Linked DNA regions of Rattus norvegicus: region 2 is linked to region 1. The links are chromatin contacts, called in public Hi-C maps. All regions are on one chromosome and are shown on one strand. Each heading gives the region's core, a stretch centred on a gene start, on an enhancer-like site or on the middle of the called end of the contact. The rest is flanking DNA. Distances are from core to core; before and after follow the strand shown.

Region 1 (4,142 bases), core at 514-3,013:
AACGAAAAGGCCTCTTGTAACCGGGACCCAAAGGCTTGTATCTCCGCATGGTAATCCCAGTTTGGCTTCTCTGAGCTGAGGAGGTAGAAACAGTAAGAGATGGTAAGGAGAAGGGCATGGTACCACGTACAACTGTGCTGTAACTATTACACAGAGGAACGCAATCATTTTATTTTTCTTTTATTGTCGGGTTTTGACAGTTTAGATACAAAAAAAGAATACAGGTGAACGCTGACAGTCCTTTATCAGTCTCCATAAATGTGGATTAATTTTTTCATTTTGGCTTCATTGCCATATTAAAGAGACTGTTCACATCAGATTAGGCTGCTCTTCTAGCTTTTAAGTTCCTTCCTTCTGCTCTAACTGTGAAATAATGCTTTCCACCTGAGTATGAACAAATTATAACTATATAGATTCAGGCCACAAACTAAAAGTAATTCTATTTAGCTTATATCCTATTTATTTAAATCTCAGAAATGTCCACTTGAATTTCCAGTTACATAAGCTAGTATCAGTATTCTAAGTGTTTTAAAAGTTCATAACCATGGGTGAGAGTTGAGGCTGTTGTAATTCAGCGGTAGAGTGCCTATCTAGCAGACACAAAGGCCTGGTGTGTGCAGGTACACTACACAGTCACACACAGACAAGAATTAAAACATCTTTTCCTAGAGAAAAATATAGCCAAAACAAAACTCTTTAAAGAGAGAGAAGAAACGTAGAGAGATCTAAGTTGAAAATCTAAATTTGTTTTCTACAGTTTTTCCCAATTTTAATTCATGAATCTTAAAATACCCACCTGTCTACTGGGCAAGGGAATGAAAATTAAGACATGATTCTGAGTTTTGCTTATTAAGCCACAATTCTTTGTAATAGAAGGTGTGTTCTCACTGGTGTTAGTGTGAACAGAGGTCAATACTCTCCTGGAGGGCAATATTAAGGCAATCAAAATTTCAGCTCAGGAATAACTAGCTAGAGACAGTTTCTGCTTCACATGTGTACTAACAATCTAACGAAAGTCAAATGCCAGTGCAACTGTAAGAATGAAGTCGACCTTCGTGTACTTTTGTCCACAAAGACAGAGTAAACAGAATATGCAAGATGCAGGATCATATATGAGCATGATGCACTTAATAAAAACGTGTGGAGTTTTTTGTTGGTTGTTTTCATTCGTCCTCCCCCAGCCCTCAGGCAACAAGATTAATTAGATCAAAAACCTAAACTTTTACCCTCTTACTCCAGGCAGTGGACACGAAATTCAGTTTACATAGAACTAAATTTTTCTGCCCTGGTACGCAACGCTGTAGAATGAACGATCCTATTTCTCTTAAAGGTACCCAATTGGCCTGAGATTAGGAAGGGACAAAATTGGGCCAATTCCAATTACAAGCAGTTACCCTCTGTCGGATCCCACTTATTTTCGGCTAGTGAGATTCTGCAGGGGGCAGCCCGGCCTCTGTCGCCCAGTTCCTCTGCCCCAGGCCGGTGGCGGACACGTCCCCACCGCAGTTGCAGGCAGGCAGCTGCAGCCCAGTGTCCTCAACCATTCGACCCTCCCGAGACGCCTACCGTCGCACCGGCGGTGGCGGGCTGCGTAGCAGGCGCCATCGCTCCAGCTCCTTCTGGAAGCGGAAGGCGGCACGGAATCCCTTCTTCACTCCCCGAACTGGAGGAACCAACGTAGGGGCGGCCGGAGCCAAGAGGCGGCGAGGGCCCTGCTGCAGCAGCCGGAATACAGCAGAAGCCATGGCAAGAACAGGGCAATGGAGAGCGGAAGGAAGACAGCCGGACCGGTGTAGTGGGAACGCGGTTGCCCGGAAACTGGTGCAGCAACAGAAAGAGGCCTCAGTGCTGCAGGACACCCAAGAAAGTGCGTGACTAGCATAGTGCGCATGCGCAAGTGCTTCTTTCTGCCCATTCTATAAATATGGGTGCAGAAATTATTGGGAGACAGTTGCTTGACCCTGTCAGTCTCTCTTGTGTTTATTTCTCATTAAAGCAAAAACAAAAACTAGTTTCGTTTTCGTTTTAATAAAAAAGGCAACAATGTCCCTGCGGTCACCCAGTTTAGACTCCAGGGTCTTTAGGTGTGCCTACTTTCACAGCTTGTTCTGGTTACTAAATTATTTTTTAATTTATTTCCTTCCTCTCTTTGGTTATTGTAATTGGTTTCCAAACAAGACTAGTATCTGTCTTCCTGCCCAGGAAATGTATTTTCACCTGCTTTGAAATACTGACCAAGACATGTTACTGCCCAGTTAGGGTGTTTATGCTAGGATTGTGCACCCTCGTTTGAGCTTTTTCAAAATGGAGAATCTGAATGGCTATAAACGAGCTTCTAACAGATATCTGGTTGAAGCAAATTTTCTAAAACAAATCAAAATGATATTAAAAGCATTGAAAATTCGTGGACCATCAGATAAATGGATTCCAAGAAACCACAGGGAATTTTCATTTCTGCAACATAACATTTATTGGTAGAATTAATCTGAAGCTGGTTGATGTAACTGATGAACCAGCCTGTCTCATCTTTGACTTGAAAGCCATCTTACAATAAAGACAAACTACATTTGTACCTGTTTATGATTAAATCTCTGTTTCTCAAAGACTAGGCTATACCCCACCAGTCACCTTAGCTACAGATGGTTCTGTACTGCCTGTTCCAGGAATAGCAACCATGCATTTGTTTCAAAAGGTTATCGTGACCACATGTTGTTATGACCACTTTGCAACCACATCTTTGTTTCAGGAGGTTATTACAACCAACTTCTTGTGCTTGTGTTTTGTGTCTGTAACTCTGCCTATTTGCCTGCCAAATCCCACATCTGGAAACCCCCTACTCTGGACTACAAAAAAAACCTCTTATCTTCCCTAGATCTAATGCTGATCTCTTGAACCGCACCTTCACTGAGAGGCAGCCAATGTACACAAATTTTAAAGATTTGCTTTAATTAATAGCTTTCTTTATTTAACTTGGCCATAATGATTTGAGTTGGGGGTCTTTCTCCTCATATCTGTGGGATTAACAGTAATCACAAGTTTAATAAAGTTAAGGAAGAAGACCCACACACATCGAGGGTTCCCATTCAGATCCCAGATTAGGAACAAACCACACCCAAACACCTGTTTTCACTTTATTAAGTGGAGAAGAAAAATTAAAGTTGCTGCTTTCTGACTCAGGCAGAAAAACAGTAGCAAATGTTGCGGTTTAATTTTTAAGAATAAAAAAAGAGAGGGCTGTGTTAGGGTGGATGATGTATTTTGATTGGGCATTTTAATTAGGTGAGCCAAAGGGGGCTTATGATTGCCGGACTCCAATACTTAGATAGCTGGACCTTGGTGGTCAGTCTCAGGAAGAGGAAGTGGACAAATAAGGGAATAGACTAGCTATAGGAATGTGGCAGCCAGGTTTAGGAATGTAGTCTAATGGGTTTAACAAGACAGAGGGATTGGAGAAGGACAGGCCTACCAAAGCCATGCTGCCATAGTCCCTTCAGTTAAAGTGCTGTGTCTCTATGTGCAGAGGCTCTCGGCAACAACAGCTATAAAAATAACCTGTAATGGCTCAAGCAGTTTCTCCACTAATGCCCCACAAGAAGCCCAGAATTAATGTCTGTGTTCAGCTTGCTGTCGTTCCATCGGTGTAATCACTTTAAGACTAGTAAAGGCTTATTTGGTGTGCTGGCTATTCTTGGTTGTCAACTTGCCTACATATGGAATTAACTAAAACCCAAATGGCTGGACACATCTGTGAGGGTTTTTTTTTCCCCTAATTAAGTTATTTGAAATGAGAAATTCCACTTCCAACCCAGAGTTTTGAGGTGGGAAGATGCACCATTAATCTGCCCCACACCTTCTGCTGGAAGCCTGTAGAAAGGACATGGAAGAAGGATGTTTGCTTTCTTTGTCCACTTGCCCTTGCTCTTGCTGGCAAGTTGGTCTTTTCACAGCATTAGAGCCCACTTTTTTGGGATTTCAGCATATGCTGAAGACCAGCTGAGACATCCAGCCTTGTGGATTGAATACCTTTGGATTCTTGGACCTTCTGTTTGTAGGCAGCCACTGTTGCATTAGCTGGACCACACCCTATAAGCCATTCTTATAAATCCCCCTACTCTATTATAGAGAGATTTCATTCTAAGTTC
Region 2 (4,142 bases), core at 1,201-3,700, 330 kb before region 1:
CAGGTGGGAAGGCTCAGCTAAGCCTCAACTGTTGGTTTAATAGTGAAGGAATCCACGGCTGTCTGCTTGCAAGGAGATGAAGCAAACGCAGTAACTGTGAAGGGGCGCCGTTTCCTCTATCACAGCTACCTTTTAATTCTCCTTTCTTCTGCCAGGGTTGGTGATAAGTCATGAATATTCATGTCTTCAGGATTCCCCACATGATACATATTGTCAGCTGGCACTTTGGGTCTCTGTATGCAGGCCTCTGGTAAAAGGACCGAAACCTAAAACCTCTACTCAAATACTCCTTACTCAACAACAAAACAAGATGCCCCCCATTCCCCAAACAAAACCCCTAGGAATGTATTCTGGGTAAGATCTGTTGTTTTCAAACTTGCACCTACACAGGTAGACACGTTTTCAGCCACGAGACAGGATATGACTTCATGAGGGCCAAGAAGTGTGGATTTTGGAAAAACAAAATGTTTCTCTGCCACCTATAAAGGGCAAAGCGGCATCCTGGCTGATGAAGAGGTCGGATGGGCAACACCTGAACAGAGATCACTGGACTCTTCGGCAGCCTAGCAGACATCACTTGATACTGTGATTTCTTAGGTTTTCCCTTAAGAAATTTCTGGTAAGCCCCATATAGAAGTTGACAACGGAGTCACAGTCTGACTGCTGCTGAGGAAGGCAAGCATGGGATCTCCCAAGTCTCTGAAAACGTGACATAAATGTGCTCCGTTAGAGGGATGGTGAAAACAGAAGGGAGAGATAATTACAAATATGAAAAAAAATTACATTGTATAGTTAATACCATAAGTCACGTACACACAGACACACACTTATTCTTTTTGGGTTTTATCATTTTAGGTTCAGTTATTAATTATTACACTGACAGCAAATGGCCGAATGTGGCAATAGGCTTCTAATATCATTGTAACACAAAGCTTACAGTCATTTCCAAGGGCTGACCAGTTTGCGTGTGAGGAGCTGTGATGGTTTGCATATGCTTGGCCCAGGGAGTGGCATTATTAGGAGGTGTGGCCTTGTTGGAGTAGGTGTGTCACTGTGGGCATGGGCTTTAAGACCCTCACCCTAGCTGCCTAGAAGTCGGTCTTCCACTAGCAGCCTTCAGATGAAGATGTAGAACTCTCGGCTCTGCCTGCACCATGCCTGCCTGGATGCTGCTATGCTCTTGCCTTGACCATAATGGACTGAACCACTGAACCTATAAGCCAGCTCCAATTAAATGTTGTCGTTTATAAGACTTGCCACGGTCATGGTGTCTGTTTACAGCAGTAAAACCCTAAGACAGGAGCTATGTGCCAAAATAGACTAGTTTTATTTTAAAATTTACTATGCTATTAACTATTATGATGTCTATAAAATACTGCTAACTATAGTAAGTCAGTCTGCTTATAAGGAGAGAAAGGATGGTTTGAACAGGTCTGGTTTCTTAGGATCTTGCTTGTTATATGTATTTTTATTATCCATGGGGTGGGGGATGGAAGCATGTTCAAACCTGGCAAGGGTGAGGAGCAGGGGAAAACCTGGGACAATAATATAAAGGAATGGATGGAAGTGGGGGGGAGGAGAGAGAGAGAGAGAGAGAGAGAGAGAGAGAGAGAGAGAGAGAGAGAGAGAGAGAGAGACTAGCTATTCTATTATTCTATTCTTCTTCTGGAGGAGGAGGGGGTAAGCAAAGAGGAGGAGACCCTGAGGAGAAAACTTTTGCTTCCACAGCCAAACTGAGATGAGGCTTCCCATTGGACTTTGTCTACTAAGACATGATATTTATGTTTATGCAAATGTGTGCAGAGGATCAAATTTACACTGCACGTCTATATTTAGATGCCCTTTCCCCCTCACTGAATAAGGAAGTGTTTGTTCTTAGCTAGGCTAAGAACGGTAGGACAGAAGCCATACCTTTCTAGTAAAAGAGTTCCTTGGAAGGGGAAGCAAACAGTCACCAAAGGAAGGCACGTGTCCCTCTTTGGAAGAATGGGAGAATATTTGCACAGGTGCTCAAAGATATCGGATAGTTTTATTCTTAGTCATGCTTAGGATAAAGCAAAGAAATAAGGGTGTATGAATATAAAGATTAATAATATGCCAGGTTCATGAAGGATTATGCTCTGTAACTGGAGTGAGAGCTGGTGGGAGGAACCAAATTCTTGCATGACTATCCTATTAAATTCTGATGATAAAATTTACCAGCAGGGGGTGCAGCTCCCTTAAATTTCCTTTCGTGACTGACAGGTCCCTTTCAAAGAGTGTCTCTTTTCATACAAGAGTAGACTAAGTGTAAATCCATCAAGTAATCGAGATCTCATCACCATGACATTGTCTAAGATTGAGTATTTGCTGGCTGAGATGGGAGTCCAGCTGTCATCTCCACTTGCTTTGTTTTTGGCCAAGAAGGTCTGCCCCAGGCAGCTGGCTCCCAAATGTCCATCAGTGGCCACAAGGGGACAGAAGAAGATTGCGTGGAGGGGTTAATAGACCTCTATCAACGTTAATGAAAACCATCACAAACACCATCTGCCAATGGGAAGTTGATCTATTTGCTTGAAATCGCCATCATTTGCAGAGCTGCTTAAAGAGGGAGCTCTTCACATTTAAAGAGCTCGAGCATTGGTGATCTGTGAACAAACGCTCAGTGAGCTTCTCAGCAGACACTTTCTTCAAGCCCTTGCAGCTCTCCACATGTTCCTGTTCTGTTCTTTCGGATCTTTAGGAATATGGGTAAGGAGTTACAGGAAGATAAAGGACTCAAAGACAACTACAACACCAAAAACACATCCCAGATTGTGTGATGATAGCTCACAAAAGCTGGAAAGCTAGAACACACTGAACATTCTCCAGTAGTTTGGAGAATGTCCTTCCCAGGTTAGGTCAGCTGGTCTGGTCGGAGAGTGTCTCCCAACAGTACTTACTGCATATGTAATCATAGAGAGGGTGGTACCCTAGAGAGTCTGTTCAGTTTCAGGAACTTCCTGAAGTTATTTGGGGTTGTTTACTTCCTGAACTTGAGGAGTCTGCTTGAAGGATAGGATGTTTCACCCTCACTTAATCATCTCGTGTGTTAATGAGATGAGAGGTTTTTATCTTGGAGGAAACTGCTACAGGACACCAGGATAGGGGATGACTAAAGTGGAATAAAAGCAAAAGAAATGTCACCCATGGAAAAGGGAAGCTTATCTATTGAGAAAGTGAGCAGTGCCACAAAAAAAAAAAATGAGACAGGAGCGGATTTGCTAGGGTTTGGATCTTAAATGTTCCTAAAGGCCATGCGTTAAAGTCTTGGTTCCCGGCCTCTGATGCTATTGAAAAGTAGCAAAGCCTGAAGTAGGTGGGGTCCAGTAAAAATGGAAGGAAGTTGGGATATTAGAGGTATCCCTTTAAGAGGGCTCTAGGTACTCTAGACCATTCTTAATTCTTTTTTTCTTCCTAGTTGTAAAAAGGGGGTGAGTAGCTTCCTTCACAACATATTCCCACCATGATGTTCTGTTTCATCACGGGCCCCAAAAGAATGTAGTCAACTGACTGTGGACTGAAACCTTGAAACCTATGAGCCCCAATAAAACTTTCCTCTTTATACCATGATGATCTCACATATTTTGTTACAGTAACGGAAAGCTAACAGGAAGGTAAATTAGACCTCTCCTTCCCTCTAATGAAAAGTGATATGTATTCATCTTTTTTAAATGTATGTTCTCCTCATTTCCTTTCATCTCACTTTCCTCTCGGACTAAGTGGACTAAGTGTTTAAATGCCAGATTTAAGAAAAATAGCTGGATGAAGAAGACTTTGGGAGACCCAACTTGAATAAAAGGCTGGAGATTGTAGAACTAACTTCAGATTCTAACCATCCCAGCTTGACCACTTGGAAGTCACTGTGACAGGGAGAATATTTTCAGGCGCCCAAAATCTTGGGCAATGTCTTTATGTGAGAGAAATTCTCTGCAACTCTCATTCCTTCTGGCATTCCCAAATTCATTGCCTGAAAACTCTGCCCTTGATCTAAGTCCCAGCCCTCAAAGCCTGTGTCTCCTATGTCCAAAGAGAAACTCCCTCATTCATTACTGGCAAGACTTAAGAACTAGTTGTCAATTATTGCTGCCATCTCAGAAGGGATGAATACCATGGCTGTATGC

What was found. Hi-C and Micro-C count contacts between places; a contact is called where the count stands out from the background.
Region 2: a contact with region 1 is called in a Hi-C map of the A7r5 cell line, with 6 times the contacts expected there. The contact joins the enhancer-like site here to the promoter of Mrpl44 in region 1. A contact is called at or near these places in 12 of 12 Hi-C or Micro-C datasets (the A7r5 cell line, the Rat2 cell line, Schwann cells and 7 more) and 1 of 1 datasets of contacts at active chromatin or transcription factors (oligodendrocytes).

Annotation. Positions count from the first base shown.
Region 1 is chr9:88,552,671-88,556,812 of GRCr8, reverse strand. It overlaps Mrpl44 (mitochondrial ribosomal protein L44), which reads right to left and starts at 1,763. Exons shown (of 4, transcript NM_001031650.1): 1 at 1,567-1,763; 2 at 1-75. The coding sequence starts at 1,745.
Region 2 is chr9:88,884,634-88,888,775 of GRCr8, reverse strand. No RefSeq gene overlaps it. Among named protein-coding and RNA genes, the nearest start is that of Fam124b, 95 kb to the left of the region's middle. Within about 2 kb of position 2,450, at least 2 of the 93 cell types and tissues checked have an H3K27ac peak or open chromatin away from gene starts, as enhancers often do. A contact at or near this core is called in the A7r5 cell line, where this site is marked.